Linked DNA regions of Mus musculus: all the other regions are linked to region 1. Evidence: chromatin contacts called from public promoter capture Hi-C data. All regions are on one chromosome and are shown on one strand. Each heading gives the region's core, a stretch centred on a gene start, on an enhancer-like site or on the middle of the called end of the contact. The rest is flanking DNA. Distances are from core to core; before and after follow the strand shown. Region 1 holds the start of Eif5a2 (eukaryotic translation initiation factor 5A2). Region 2 holds the start of Prkci (protein kinase C, iota). Region 3 holds the start of Phc3 (polyhomeotic 3). Region 4 holds the start of Sec62 (SEC62 homolog (S. cerevisiae)).

Region 1 (3,891 bases), core at 421-2,920:
TCTAGTAACTGGTAAGGAATATACTCTATAAAACTACTCTCAAGTCTTGTCAAACTACTACTAAAGAGGGTGTTTATACACTTCTGAAATGCTGTTAAAGAAATCAGTACTTACTTGATAATCGTTTCTCTTAATATTTGGAACATCCATGTTGTGAGTAGAAGGACAAATGTCTTCATATTTTTTGCCAGTGAAAATGTCAATTCCAACAAGGTGTACCTGACAGAGGAGAGAACCACAGGAAACATGTTTAATCTCTGTCAGCTATGTCACTCCCTACACAGCAGCACAATCCCAGCTCTGACTGTAATGGAGCCTTTCACCTCTTCCAAGGTCATCTTACTTTCTTTAAAAAAAGTTGCAGTGACACAGAACGAGATTCAGTAAGTACCCAAAACCCGAACAGTTTCATGGCATCAAAACTCAACACACCACACACGTCAGCAAGTCAATTAACAAGAGTCCACAGAAAGTGAAAACCAAGTCTCTTAGAATTAGAAGAACAGGCTTGTTTCTACTAAACACGGATTTAAAAAAGTTTTAGTTTCCAGTTAATGAAACATTCTAAGGGTCCGATTAAATGGAGAGCTTTACTGAGAGTAATGTCTGACCATTCAAGAGACTGAGGGGAAGGAAAAAAAGTTATTTTTCAATATAGAAACCTCACGATGTAGAATGGAACACGAATGATCTTAACGGTGAAGCCAAAAAATGACTTGGAAGGGCCTACCTTGGCATGACCATGCTTCCCAGTCTTGGAAGTTGACATCTCCACGATTTTGCATGGTCGCCCTTTGAGCACGACGAAGCCGTTTTTGCGCAGGGCTGAGCACTGCATAGGATAAGTGCTGGAAGCCCCTGCATCTCCAGTAGTGAAATCAATTTCGTCTGCCATGGTGGACTGGGGAGATGTGCGGTTTTTCTGAGGGAACTATGCGAAAAGTTTGTTTGCGTTTTAATAACCGGCATGCAGGCGGGGTTATGTCTCATTTTGAAGACAGGTAGCCGAGCATCACTAGCCCGTTATGTTTGCATTTATAGAACACCCACTCTGAGTGGAGTATACTTTGCCATTCAGGCCTCTGAAAACTTTTCCAGCCCTTGGTGGGAGGTGGGGAAAGGAGCCGCAGAAGAGCTCGCCGGAGAGTGAAGGCGACACCAGCGCCCAGCCGGCAGGTCCAGTCCCCACCACCCCACCGCAAGAAGTGCCCACGACCTTCCTGCGCCGGGATGCGGGGCCCGGCGCCTCCCTCCGTCCCATCCCCGCTGCCAAGGTATCAGCCAGGCCGCAGGTTCGGGGAAGACTGGGACAGGAGCACCCGGCCGGTTGCACCTGGCCCTCAGTGCGCCTAGGACCCGCAGCGGCGCCGCCCTGGCATCCCGGTTCGGCCCAGCGGTAAAGGGCCCTAGCTCCGGCGGTCCCGCGCTTGCCGCCCTCCAGTTCCCAAGCATCTCGGCTCCTCCCCTCGCCCGGACCCCAGCATCACCGGCTGCATCCCCCGCCGCCCCGCCGACCCGGCCCCAGGTCTTCACCTTCCGGCCCCGCACCGCACGCCTTTGCTGCGTCCGCCGGTCCCTGCGGCTGCGGCGGCGCTGGCGGCCGCGGCTGGTCCAGGAGACGGGGCGGGGCCGCCACGCTTCCCACACCCGGCTCCCCGCCCCGGCCCGCCCAGCCCGGGCCCGCCCCGCCGCGACCACACTTCCGGGATAGGCCCCGGCGCGCCACAGGCCCCGCCTCCAGGTCGCCCATTGGCTCGAAGCTTCCCGAGGTCCCGCCCCGTCACGTGAAGCTCGCCCTGGCAACCCCACGTGCTGCGGATTAGTGCACTTCCGGCGTGCAGAGCTGCCTGCAGTCGACTGTTTGAAGCTTCGCAGTGTTCCCGGGCGAGATGCATCCTCATCTTCAGTTCGGCGCCCAGTTGACCTTGGGGACGACTATTAGGACCAGGTAGCTTGCTCTGGGCCCTAGCACGCAGGTGCGTGGATGCTGTCACTTAATGGTCTTCAAACTCTCAAGTCCTGCTGATTTTGCAAGAGTCCCGAGTGTTGGTGGAGTGGAACTTTGATTCAAGCTTCTGGTACAGCTTGCAGCCCTCCTTGGGGCTGGAATCCGTGCTTGGAGCTCGAAGAGTGCTAGGTGTGGTATGCTATTTCATGATTCTGCATTGTAGATCCTCAGAGGACTCCAGACACTATGACGAGGTGCTGGTGAAGTCAGCAGTGTTCTCAGGGGCGGGAAATCCCATGTACCCGAGACTCTACGGTGACCTTTGATCTTCCTGGCATCGGTGTGCCCTAGAGTTTGAGGTTTTGTTTTTGTTTTTGTTGTTAAATGATTAAAGACAAAGATTCTCGAGAAGTGTGCTTTCCTTTCACAGTTTTATCATAGCTTCATCTCTCACCTTGGAAAGAATCAAGGTAATTAACTGACCACCCCACAACCCAGTTCATGTTGTTCAGTGATTTGGTATTGCTGTCCTATAAACAAATCTAGTCTCATAGTCACTTACACGTATATGCAGAACACATTTCATTTGTGTTGTCTAGAAGCAATAAGCACATGGCTTCCATAAAGTAAACTCTGCCTCTTGTTACAGAAAGAGCCGAATTAGGACCCCTGGCTTCTGAGTTCCCTCTGCTTTTCCCTATTGTTGTTGTTACTATTGCTCCTGCTAATACTTAAGTAAGAATTACATAGTGTACTGTTTCATCTCTATTATTAAATCTTGACTACTAAAGTTTTTGTTTAAACTAAGGTTAATGTTAGAATATATATGAAATAAGATTTAAGAGGCTTGAAAAAGGAAATCAGATGTACGATCACCTCCATTGTCAGGATATAGTAGAATATTATCACGTTCCAAAATTTTCTGTGCCTTTTGGTCATCAGCCCTCTTTTTCACCCCTACCTTACACCCAGCCAGACCTTCCCAACTATTAACAGTTACTCTTTTACTCCTCATTTTGAATTATGGGGAAAGGCTGGGCAGGACAATAAGGCAGGGTATAAGAGCCACTCATAATCAAAGTTGAAATCACTTCTTTGTCTATCACCATATTCATGTAAGATTTGTATGTGGACCCAAATGACTATTTAATTCGACAAATACAGTGACTTTTCCCGAGGTCTCTAGAACACTGAAGTGGCAAATTCTCAGCCCTTGATTCTGGGAGAGTTACAGTATTAGGTTCCTTGTAGGTTCCGGAGGCCACATTTTCATGGTGAACAAGTGATTGGTATGTTTAGTTCTACAAGAGGCACGTTATTTCACATGTATTTTTTTAACTTTGGGCGTGTGGCTAAAAGCACTAAGCCTGAAGGTATTTGATGTACCCACTTGTCTTCTCTATTTGGCACAACAGAACCTTGTGCATAGGAACACCAAAGAACATTTCAGCATGGGGTTTGGGAGGTCGGGGTGTGGGGGGGGAGTGCATTTTAAGCAGGGTAATCACCAACAGAAGGCATAACATGCAAATCAGAAAGCAGAGCTCTGAAAAACATAGCAAATAGACCGGAAAGAACATGTACGTGCAGTTTGATGTTTGAAACCATGTTTGACCTCAGCTCAGCTCTCTGCACGTGCACAGCGGATGGATGCAGAAAGCATGCTGTTCTGGATGGTTTCTCTTGTATCTTTATGCAAACCCACAAACGTAGAATCCAGAAATAGTGAGGGTTGAGCGTCTTATTTATTTATTTATTTATTTATTTATTTATATAATTTATTGACTATTTATTTGAGCATTCTTACTTCTGGAATTTCCAGCCAGCCCCTTGTCCATAGGCTGCTTGACATCCGTCAGTCTAGTAATTTCCAAGAATAACTAGGACAGACATAACTACAGGACTGACAAAAGGAGCCCCTCCTGTACAGCCTGGGTGTTGGT
Region 2 (3,891 bases), core at 462-2,961, 2.2 Mb before region 1:
AGATCTAGATCCCTTTGGGAGGGGTCTAAGAGCATCCGAAAACACAGATATTCATGTTACATTCATAACAGTAGAAAAATTACAGTTACAGGTAGTAGCAAAATAAATTGGGGTCACCACAACATGAGGAAGAGTATTAAACAGTTGCAGCATTGAGAACCACTGCTCTAAAACAAATGTCTCTCAAATTATCAGAAAGTTGTGTGTTTGTCCTCGGAAGGATGGGCTGTGGCTCTTCCAATCTTGCAAAGTTTGTTCATGGCTGACCATGAACCAAAATGCCTAAAGCAATTATTATGACAACTACCAACTTTTTAAAAATTTCAAAAAAAAAAAAAATTAGTGCGTTTGCGGAGACTATTTTAACCTCATTTTCTCTGTTTTAAGTGAAAAGAACATTGTCTACTGCAAATTCTACGAATTAGTCCCAAATCAGTCAATGTCAGAGGCTGGAAGATAACACACAAATCTAAGGCCTTACATGTACACATTAAGACATGTGCAGCTTCAGTTCTCTTGAAAGGAAAACAAGAAAGAACCGGGAAGGTCTGCTATCTTCACTGATCCCCTCAGGAATGTGAAAGCACGCACAGCTCTTTTAACCTTGTAGCACTTGAAGCTTTTAAAAGCAATTTATTTCTGCCTAGACAAGCAGAGAGGTCTTCTGTTAATCCCTGCTCTCCAGTCTTTATGCTCACGCTGGCCTTTCACCTCAGCAGAGATCCTAAATTATCTCAAACCACACACTGAAGTCAAAGGAGAGGAAGAACTTTATGATAAGTCACGATAGAAAATGATTTGGGCTATGCTCAGAACTGGATTACTTTTGGCAGAGACATTAGTTTAAACGTTTGGTAATCAAGTGGGGTAAAGATCGTTTCTAGAATTTAAAGCCTTGGCTTCTCACCTTTCGATAGCTCACCCTAACTTCCAAAATGTGGGTCAGCACATTTGCACCTTAATTCTGACCACCCAGGATCCAGTGCACATCCTATTAAAAAGTATCGACTTTGGTACTAACTCTAACACCTATAGCGGCTCTCTGACCATAGTCCAGACTTATTTCATGAACTCTCCCACGGCGAAGGATAGATGTAAACCTGATTTATAAGACGGAGGCTTCAGGCCTGTCTGCAATGAAAGGAGCCACCTAACGAAGCAGTCCAGGCTTGCGTGCCCACAGTAGTGAGTGAACAGAGGCTTCCCTCGAAATCTTCAATCCACCCAGTCCCGAAACAGTTGCAAATTTCTCCGTCAGCTGATTTGTCCTCCCCTCCGGTTGCGCCCACTCTCCTCCGCCGACTCCTGGCGACCTACACTCATACGTCCAGGGTGCCACCAACCGCACCTCTCGCCGCCCCCACGATCGCTCGGGTCCCTGACCGCCAACACTCACCCGCGGTAGTAGGCTTTCACCCGGACCTGGTGGGAATGGTCCCCGCCGCCGCCGCACGCGACCGTGTGGGACATGGTGCTGCTGTCCCTCTGGGTCGGCATCTCCTCACTCCCCCGCCTCGCCGCAGGAGGCCGAGGGGGCCGGGGCAGCGCCGGGCGCCGCGAGGGTCTCGGCCTCCCGAGCCTGTCGGGAAGCCGTGGCCGCCCGCCTCGCCGACCAACACGCCTAGCCCGCGGCGCGGAGCGAGCAAGGGGTCGCTTCGCCGCCAAGCCCGAGCCCCAGCGCTCCTCCCTCCGCCCGGCACAACACGCCTCCCGCCGCGGCTCCTCCCACCACGCTCGCTCCCAAGGCCGCATTCCGCGGCAGGGCGGGCTCAGGAGTCGCGGAGCCCCGGCGCTCTCATCCTCACGGGGGGGAGAAGAGGCTAGCAGAGGGAACAGAACCCACCAGCCTACTAACAGACGCTCTGAAATGGGAATATACTTGGATATTAATATAAGTAATTGTAAACCACGCCTTTAAATGGAAGGATTTCTACAAAACAACCTACAGAGCACCCACGCTCAAGGTTGCTTCCCCTATTTCTTCTATTTAGTCTCGTCCCAGCTAGCCCGCCACGCTTCCGGAATGTATTTGCTGCGCGGGATTCTGGGATTTGGAGTCCCGGTGGGATTCTGGGACTTGTTCCTTAAGTGTAGAGTGCCGCGTTTTCGATCTTGTGCTTCCCGGGAGTTGTAGGCATGGAAGTCCTGAAAACCGCTTGAGTATCTGAGGGCACTGGAAAGATGGCTTCGTCAAGATGTAGAATCTCCTTCCAATTAAATTCTCCATGTCAATTTCATTGATCATTGAAATTAAACAGTTCCCTTTTGGGGGAACAAGATTTGATTACCTGCTCAGCAAATCCTTTTCGGGGAGAATTTAATAATGTAGGTAGCAAAAGCATTAGTGAATGCAACGAAAGAAGAAACTCAATTGGGAGATACCACAGGAGAGAGACTTCTTCAAGGCCCTCAACCCGTGAATATTGCCATTCTATAGAAGAAAGTGCCCAGTGAATACTTAACTAGTGTGTCAGTTCATTAGCATTTATTTTACTTACACTAGTCTGGTCGAGAATTAGAAAAAAAAATCTGTCCGTGTAACTTACTTTCGGACTTCCTCAGATCTTGCCTGTATCACTTACTCTACCCTTAAGGTAGCTTGAATCTAGCCACCAGGTCAGCTCAGATAGCAACATGTGCAAATTGTTGAAATAAGCAAAGATATGGCTTTCTTTTTGTTATTGTTTGTTTGTTTTTGGTTGGTAAGAGGTTTTCTCTCTGTAGCTGTCCTTGAACTCATTCTGTCAGGCTAGACTCAAACTCAGAGATTCGCCTGCTAGTGCCTCCTGGGTCCTATTAAGGGCATGTGTCACCACTACCCAGCAGCTTTCTTTATAATCATACATTAGATTTGGTTGCTTGCTTTATCAGAGCTACTATGTGTGACACTTAGCTTGGTACTAGCTTCATCCAACGTCCACAAATTTGGAGTATATGAAAATTTCCACTAAATAACTTTTTTTTTTTTAACAATTAGAGGCTGCATCATCACGTTAAATATGGATTGATTGCTGATGGTCATTTTTTTTAATTATTATTTTATGTATGAGCACCACACACCGCCTGGTTCCTGCAGAGGTCAGAAAGGGGTGCCAGATACACTGGAACTGGAGTTTCAGATAGTTGTGCTGGGAATCAAACCCAGGTTCCCAGGAGGAACAGCCAGTGCCTTTAACTACTGAACCATCTCTCCAGGCAGAGATCACCAATTTTTAATTGCATTATTGAAACTTTTTAATGCTTTGTGACAAGTTTACAATTATATAAAGCTCTAGAAAAATAACTAGCATATAAGAAGTAGATATTTATGAAGAAATAAAAGGTAATTCACAGAAAATTCTTTTTTTAAAAAAAATTCTTATTCCTTACCACTTTTGAAAAATCTGTCATTATTGGCTTCATAATATGGTTTTAAAGGTTACCCAAGAATTTTTTAACTACTTAATGTGTTAGCTATATGAATCTGTAACTATAATTTGTATAAATAGCACTACACACACACACACACACACACACACACACACATCACTTTTCTTAAAGATGATAGATTTAAAAATAATCATTACAGAGATTGGAGAGATGTCTCAATAGTTTAAAGATCTCACTGTTCTTCTAGAGGACCTGGGGGTCGAGTCCCAGCAACCACATAGCAACTGACAGTGGTTTATAACTTCAGTTTCAGGGGATCTGATGCCCTCTTCTGGCTTTTGTGAGCACCAGGCACAGATATGGTGCATACATGCAGGTAAAACAGCCATATGCATAAGATTAAATTAAACTAAAAAAAATTTACATTCCTTTTACTGGGGATGGGCACATGTGGCGATATAGGACTATTTAGAGGAGTTGGTTCTCTCTTCCCACCATATGGGTCTTGGGGATTAAACTTGG
Region 3 (3,891 bases), core at 946-3,445, 2.2 Mb before region 1:
AGCCCAGTTGTGGTAGAAGACACCAGCATTTTGGAGATGCCAGTACCATGAGATGATTAGCAAGAACAACAGCAACCACGGAGTCAGCTGGATACCGGAAGACAGGTTGTGTTGCTGCTGAAGGTGGAGTCAGAGACTTGATCCAAGCTCTTAGGAGGAGCACAGGAGATTGTGAGTGAGTCTGAGACATCAAATACTGTGCTATTTATACAGTTGGAGTTTGGTTTGGGTTTGATTTGATTGTGCTCTGGGTCTTCCTTCTTGAAGTAAGGAGGTTTTAAACGTATTTCTGATTTTATAGGCACCCACAGTTGAGAGACATTAGGTTTTTAAAAGACTTTGGATTTTAAAAGAGACTGGATATTTTACAGAGCCTGGATTTGTAAGTGTTTGAATTTTTAAAGCCTATGGGACTTTCTAAGTTTGTAAAATGTTTTATATTGTGATGTCTTTATGTGTGATCTCAGGGATGGGAAAGAAAGGAAAATTTGTGGCTTAACAGTGATGTGTCTCTGTGTCAAACTGCTAAGGGGTCAGTTGTACTGTCTAATTTTATGCCAACTTGACACAAGGCTAAAGTCATTGGCGAGGAGGGAGCCCCAACTGAGAAACTATCTTAATAATATCAGTGTGTAGGCAAGCCTGTAGGGCATTTTCTTAGTGATCAATGTGGGCAGGCCCCACCTATTGTGGCTGGTGATCCTGGTTCTATAAGAAAGTAGACTGAACAAGCCAGTAAGCAGCAGCCCTCCATGACCTCTGCATCAGCTCCTGCCCTGCTTCAGTTTCTGTTCTGACTTCCTTTGGTGATGAACGGTGATATAGAAGTGTAAGCCAAATAAACTCGTTCTCCCATGACCTGCTTTGGGGATGGTGTTTCATCACAGCAATGGAACCCTGAGACACTGAGATTAGTGCACTTCATCTCAGGAAATAGGAGACACTGTTTACGATCACTATGCTTCTTTCTCAGTCAAGAGCAACAGAGATTTGCTTATTTCTTGGATCTATGAAGCAAAGTCACACTGTGTATGTATGTCTACAAAATCCACTTTTCAGACTATTTTGGATACATATTTTTAATGTTTTATAGTTGTAGTTAATTTTTCTTCTTTCTTTCTTTCTTTCTTTCTTTTTTTTAAACACAGTCTTACATATCCCAGGCTAGCCTTAAAATTTCTGTTAGACCCGAGGTGGGGAAAAACATTTCCACAACTGTCTGATTAAGCAAGCTATACTTAGACTGGCTAAAGGCTGCCTCATCCAAGTTCAGGTTTCAGAAAGCAGCCCCTCACTGGCTTTTGAGGTCTCTGTTGTGGGGCAAGGATTAGGGTTGATAGATTACAGCTGTTGAGAGCGTTGGCTGTTAGCACCAGGACAGAAGAATGGGGGGACTCAGGGCTCAAGGCCGGCTGTGAGGTATACAAGGGTAAGACACTATATGGAAGGGGAGTCATCAGAGATGTTCAGGAGTTTAGCAAGGCAAAGGAGTATACATCATGGGGTTACAAATTCAGCAGAGGTTAAAAAGCATGGTTTTCAGGATATCTTAGGTTCAGGAAACAGAAGCTTACCCTTGCAAGGTATGGGGACACCATCCCCAAAGCAGGACATGAGGGAAAGGGTTTATTTGGCTTACACTTCTATAGCACCGTTCATCACCAAAGGAAATCAGAACAGGAACTCAAGTAGGGCAGGAACCTGGAAACAGGAGCTGATGCAGAGGCTGATGCAGAGGCTGTGGAGGGCTGCTGCTTGTTCAGTCTGCTTTCTTATAGAACCAGGATCATGGGGTTTCTGTTTTACATTATATAGTCTAGGATGACTTTGAATTTTTATTCAAAACAACACTTTCTAAGGGCCTAGCCATGTCTGGTTTATGTGGGGCTGGGTATTGAACCTAAGACTTGATGCACGTTTCTGAAAGTATTCTAGCAACTTCTACATTTCCAGCGCTAAGCAGAACTTTTTCTATATTCGTCGCAGACCCCGGGCTAAGACAAAGATTCTGAGCCATAGAAATAGAGGGTGTCTGGGAAGGACCACTTAGGGAAACACAGGCCACCTCACAGAGAGAGTTGAGGTGGGAGGGAGCCTGGCAGTCGCTGGCCTCACGTGACCTCTGCGCCCCCCGCCCCCCAGATCCCGCCCCTCGGCTCTTGGCTCTTGCAGGGGGAAAAGGAGGCGCATGCGCACTTCGTGTTAGTGATGGAGGAGAGAAGATGGCGGAAGCGGAGTGAGTGACTTGCTGGTGACTGATGTCGTAACCGGGGGGCGAGTGAGGGCTGCGACACGTTCCCCCGAGGCAGCTCTTGGGGCTCCGAGGCTGGCGGTGCAGGGCGGAGGCGAGGCGGGAGCCACGGCGTGGTGGAGAAGCCCGACTGTGGGAGGAGGATGGCAGGTCCAGCCAGCCTCCCCTCGGGAGTGCGTGCTGCGCCGTGCGGTCCCGGGGCTGTGTGGTCCTAAGCGCACAGCTACCCGGGGGACCCTAGTCTCCGGGCTCTCCCGGGACGCGAGCCCTGCGGCGCTCGGCCGGGGCTGTCATTCCAGCCGCGGTCCCCGCCGAGGTGTGTCCGGCTGGGCAGGCGCCGCCGGGCCTCCGCGCTGGCTCCTGCGGGCCCGTAGCCGTCTGTCTGTCCGTCCGTCCGTCCGTCCGTGCGGCGGGGGCGCGGGGAGGCGCAGGGAGGCGTCCGGACAGCGGCTGCGGCCCACGGCCGAGGCTCCCCACCTCCCCGGCCTTTCCTTGCAGTCCCCCTCCGGGCTCGGGCTGCGGCGGCGAGCCTCCCTCCCTGGAGGGCCGCATTCTTGGGTAGCGCTGTGATGCTATGCTCAGTTGGCGACTTGAAACTTCAGGTTCCCGGGTAGGCCTCTGGAGTGCCAGAGCTGAACGCGGCAAGTATTTCCGTGCCAAGCCCGTGCGCTCCCCGAAAGTGTTCTTTTGTACCAGGCCTCGAAATGTAAAGCGATGGTTTGCCCAGTTGCACACATCCAATGTTTAGAATTACTGTCTAGGTTCCCTGACCATTTTTGGTTCGTCAGAACTCACTGTCTTCTTCGCCCGCCTTTGGGCTTTGAGAGCACAGCTGAGCAGAATAAGACTTTGAAAGGCCAGGGTTTACGGTGGTGGCTTGGATGCCATTGGTCCCGGTGCCAAAGTGTTTTGACACGCAGTAGTTTCAAGATTTTACCTTACTGCTGATTGAGTGTAGTATTGAGCAGGTGCCATATGATACTGTGGTTTGCTGATTGGAAGGAAATGAACAGCAGAACGTCTAAAAATGTGATTCAGCTCCCACTAAAAGAAGTTAGCAGCCCCATCTGTTTTTCCTTTCACCTTACTTTCTCCCTTGTATATTGGAGCTGTTAATACAGCCTATGGTGGCTGGAGACTCCTGAGTCTCATTGAGGCCAGCCTGAGCTACGTAGTGACACCCTATTTTGTTTTGATTTTTAAGAAAGAGAAGTAAATGTTCTTGTTACAGGCTTGTCGACGGTGGGAATGCCAGCCGGTTCAACTTTTATTTCTCAGGAGAAAAAGACAGACAAGGAAGGAGGAATCCAGTGGATTCTCATGGGGCCTTCTGAGCCTGGGGTGACAGCTACTGTGGTTTTAGTTTGTAACAGCATGGAAGCCCTTAGAGGCTTGGCTTTATTAAAGTATAGATTTCTCAGTGGGTAAAAATTTGTACTACAACATAAATGACATAAGATCATAATACTGGAGGGAAAAGATTAGAAAGTTTGGTACAAACGTGTACTTTACTGGTTGTGCATTGGAAGCTGAATAAATTATATTCCACACCCCCAAATTTTAGAGCAATTTTCTGTGGGGGGGGGATTTTTGTAAAGATGTAAGAAGTTGCTTATATTTGCTACTTTATTTCTTTATTT
Region 4 (3,891 bases), core at 427-2,926, 2.0 Mb before region 1:
TATTAAGCCATAATACTAAATTTCAAAAGCCTGGGAATAGCATAATTAGAAATTTCTATTGTCTTGACACTCTGGTTTTAAAAACCTATGTGAACTTGGAATCTGTCTCTAGTTCCCTTCTGTAACCTGTTCAAAATTATCTTGTCACACCTGCCAACTTCCACACTCACTGAACACTGGTATCTTTCCCACAGTATTTAAAATTGTTTTCAACTGTAACTTACATAGTTCAAAAGGCCTGTAGGCCAATAACTTGATAAGTCTTTAAAAAAATGGATATAAAAGGAAAACAGAAAAAGACATCCTACGTGGGGAACAGAAAGACAAGAATGAGTGTAACAACTTGTGACTGACATATTAACAACTTACTAGAGACCATCAACTTAGGCCTTTGGTTTCTGAGTGAGCTCTTGAGGCGCTCACATCCATGTTTAAGGTGCATCGAACAAAGGACACCCAACAGGGCGAAAACTGCGGGGAAGAGATGCTCAGGTGACATTCATAAGGGATGAGGGAGGCACAGTATGTAGGGCGTGAGGCTGACAAGCTGGCATGTGGAAGGTTTCTGGGTGCCACCAGCCCATTGCAGCACTGACCGGGCAGGGTTTGTTTACATCGTGTCGCCTGGAAGAAAGCCGGCAAGGTTCAAGCCCGGCTATTCGGTTAAAAGAGCCATTGGGAGGGGAATGGAGGGCACACGCCGCTTAACATCTGGAAGGAGCCCTGGGGCCGGGCGGCCCGGGGCCAGCTGACCGACCGACCGTCTGCAAGCACAAAGAACCGGCGGCGGTGCCGCAGGTCAGCCCTCCTTCCACCCCAGCTACCGTGGCCTTAATATCGGGACGCCAGGGAGACACGGAGGAGGGAGGGAGGCCGGCCGGCGCCTGGCGTCCGCGCTCCCCGCGCAGGCCCGAGCCCTCCGCCGCAGGAACGCGGGGCCGGACGCGGGATTCGAGCGCCGCGCCTCCCTCCCTCCTTCCTTCCCCGGACGCACCACAGAGCCCTCGGCCGAGCGGCCGCTAACACCGTCCCGCCTCGAGACCATCCCGGCGCCGCGACCCCGCGGAGACGGCCTCCGGGCGTCCGGCCGCTCGGGACGTCTCCCCCTGTCCCTCCTCGTCCCAGCGCGCCCGAGCCCGTCCCCGGTCCCACGGCCCCGCCGAGCTACCTGGATCCGCTTCTTGTGTCGCCTGCGTTCCGCCATGTTGGCCGCTCCGCCCGGTTCCTTCTGACGTGGAGCGAGTCGGGGAGGGGGCGGCTGAGATCTCGCGAGAGCGCGGCGGCTCGCGGCCCGTTATGTAACCCGCCGCGGGCTCTGGGCTGGGGGCGGCCTCCGTGGTCTTCCCGCCGTCCGTGCGGTGGCGGACGACGCGGGCTGCTTCTGCTTCTGGTCCCGGAGGCCGGCGCCACGTGAGTCAGAGCGCTGGAGGCTGGCAAGTCGCGTCGGCTCTCAGCCCTGACTGAACGCCCGAGTCACCTGGCTGGCGTGTAAACACAGATCCCCGGGCCCCGCCCCTCAGAGTCGCTGACGCCGCCGGGACCACCGGGGCGCACAGCGTCACCTGTGGCGCTTCCTGCCCCAGCGAGCCCCGTGGCACCCCACTTCAGTCCCGCCAAGTTCCCCTTAAAAGGTGGAAAACAACTTCAGAGTCTGACTCCATTAAACACAGCTCGTCCCCAAAGCCTTGGAATGTCCGCTCCTCACGTGACACCTCACAACCCATCCTTAGACTCCAGAAGGCTGGATGAGCCCAGGGAAGTTAAGGTGGAAAGGAGCAAGACTAGTTGGGATGCAGTAGACTGCAGGCCACTTCTATATGACTATTCTGACGACCTGCTATATGACTATTATTCCAGAACTTTCTAGACCAAAGACATGGGTAGTTAAGTGCTTAGGTACAAGTTCTGATGACATTGTGGCTGTAAGAAAGTTGAAAAAATGCAGAAAAGATAAAACCAATAAAGTTTAATTCTATCCCTTGAGTCAGTTAATCATTTTAAATTTCTTTTGTCCTTTATATCCACTTTGCGTGTACATGGGATGTGTGTGTATGTTGAATTTATAAGTCTTCTCTGTTCCCCCCCAAACATCATGGAACCTGGTAGCCTGTTTGTTGTTGTGGTTTTTTTTTTCAGTTTTGCATTGTAAACTTAATTTCAAAATCCTTAAAGTTTTCTATTTCATATATCTGACATAATAATATGTAGTTGAAGCAAAGCTCAGTACTTTGATGCCTGATCATTTATATACTAAGATAGCTGAAGGTTGGTGGTTTTTGTTTTTAACTATGCAATTCTACTCTCAAGAGATCTGTAATTTGGCTCTGCTGTCAGGAAGCAGGGGAGAACTAATAATTCTTACGTATTAACACAAAACTTGGAACATACAATATCTTGTTTTCTCTAGCCTTTCCTACCCAGATGATTGTCAGGACAAGCTAATAGCTAGCAGATGATCTCCCTGAGATTGTGTGCCTCAGATTAACATAATCCGTGACAGATTTGCTCCCATAGGCAAAGCCCAGGAGAAAATAATTTTAGGAAAGATTCCTACTATTAATATGCTTCTCCTGTTATTATTAAACATATATAACAATCACTAGGTATTAGCCTACCTCTTTGAGCAGATCTCTGCAGTTGCAGATCTACAGAGATGTACTGTCTTGTAGGGATGCTATATAGACAAATGGATGACTTAATTCTTAATGATGATCCTGTAAGGATTCCTAAAATTGTACCAGTATGTATTAAGCTGTCAAAACTGCAATGAGAACTCTGCCAGTCTCTGTCACCAGTTAATTGCCTCTACTACTCAGAGCACATTCCAAAAGGTTGTAAAACCATTAACCAAAAGTCATAAAAAGGGAACTACGATTATATTATAGGTGCTAGGACAGAAGATACAATGTTGACTGGGTTTATCTATACAAAACTTCACTAGTAACTTGGTTATGTTTTTTAACTCTCTGTGACCCTGTAGAGTTGTGACAGGGGATGAATGTTTAGCCAGGTAATTACTCCTAATGGATATACATGTAAACATTCTCTGCTGTAAACTTCTATTTCAATTTATGATTTGAATTTATGAGTAAACTTGTGACGAACTTTTTACCATGTGATCATGTGTTCTAAAAGATGTATAAGTGCTGCCGACAGAGAAAGAAACAGAACTAGGCTGAGGAGGACTTTTTAGTCAGATCTGAACAGAACCTTTTAGAAAACTAAACTGAGGACAATTTTTTTAGTCATGACATAAAAACTTTTTAGAGAGAACTGAGCTCAAGAACTTAGAAGTAAAGGCAGAGCATTGGGAGAAAAGGCTTTGAGAGTAAGAGCATTGCTGTGACATCAGAGCAGGAGGAGAGAGAAAATTAGAAGGAGAATGCAGAGTGGAATAACTTAGAAACTATAAGGTAACACAAAAAAACTAAGAGACCAATCTGCAGAATGTAGAGGGAAGGAGGATAGGAAAAGAAGCTACAGAGAGAGCAGAAGGAGCAGGCAGGCTTTTCCTTACTATGGGACAGAACAGGTAGGTCTTTTCTTAATAATAAGACAGACTTAGTCTTATTTAAAGGAACAAAGTTTTCTTCTACAAACTTAGGTTTAACTCATTTAGCAATAAAAGGGTAGAAACTTTTTCTTTCTCCTGCAATAAAGATTGCAGCTCATTTTTCATCCAGAATGAGTGCATTCTTTCTGCACTGGTGCTTGGTCTTTTGCTCCAAGTGCATACGTGAGTATGGGTGTGTGTGTGTGTATAATTATGTATGTAATTATGAGAATGCATACAAACTGAGCCCAACTGGTCTGAATGGAGATGTATAAATGTGCAAGTGTGAATCTGTATGTACATTTATGTGAGTTTATGCATATTTGCTTATGTAAAAG

Evidence for each region. Promoter capture Hi-C pulls out the DNA fragments that hold promoters and counts their contacts. Capture Hi-C pulls out chosen DNA fragments and counts their contacts.
Region 2: a promoter capture Hi-C map of liver shows a contact between it and region 1, with 3 times the contacts expected there. The contact joins the promoter of Prkci here to the promoter of Eif5a2 in region 1. A contact is called at or near these places in 5 of 39 promoter capture datasets (erythroid cells, hippocampal neurons, liver and 1 more).
Region 3: a promoter capture Hi-C map of adipose tissue shows a contact between it and region 1, with 4 times the contacts expected there. The contact joins the promoter of Phc3 here to the promoter of Eif5a2 in region 1. A contact is called at or near these places in 3 of 39 promoter capture datasets (hippocampal neurons, liver and pre-B cells) and 1 of 9 other capture datasets (adipose tissue).
Region 4: a contact with region 1 is called in a promoter capture Hi-C map of pre-B cells. The contact joins the promoter of Sec62 here to the promoter of Eif5a2 in region 1. A contact is called at or near these places in 3 of 39 promoter capture datasets (cranial neural crest, erythroid cells and pre-B cells), 1 of 115 datasets of contacts at active chromatin or transcription factors (pro-B cells) and 1 of 9 other capture datasets (adipose tissue).

What each region holds. Positions count from the first base shown.
Region 1 is chr3:28,779,056-28,782,946 of GRCm38.p6, reverse strand. Eif5a2 (eukaryotic translation initiation factor 5A2) reads right to left here and starts at 1,670. Exons shown (of 5, transcript NM_177586.6): 1 at 1,534-1,670; 2 at 731-931; 3 at 115-219. The coding sequence starts at 895. It overlaps 1700112D23Rik (RIKEN cDNA 1700112D23 gene), which reads left to right and starts at 1,825. Exons shown (of 3, transcript NR_166152.1): 1 at 1,825-1,976.
Region 2 is chr3:30,993,591-30,997,481 of GRCm38.p6, reverse strand. It overlaps Prkci (protein kinase C, iota), which reads right to left and starts at 1,711. Exons shown (of 18, transcript NM_008857.3): 1 at 1,397-1,711. The coding sequence starts at 1,497.
Region 3 is chr3:30,967,719-30,971,609 of GRCm38.p6, reverse strand. Phc3 (polyhomeotic 3) reads left to right here and starts at 2,195. Exons shown (of 15, transcript NM_001165954.1): 1 at 2,195-2,236. The coding sequence starts at 2,223.
Region 4 is chr3:30,790,661-30,794,551 of GRCm38.p6, reverse strand. Sec62 (SEC62 homolog (S. cerevisiae)) reads right to left here and starts at 1,676. Exons shown (of 8, transcript NM_027016.2): 1 at 1,169-1,676. The coding sequence starts at 1,204.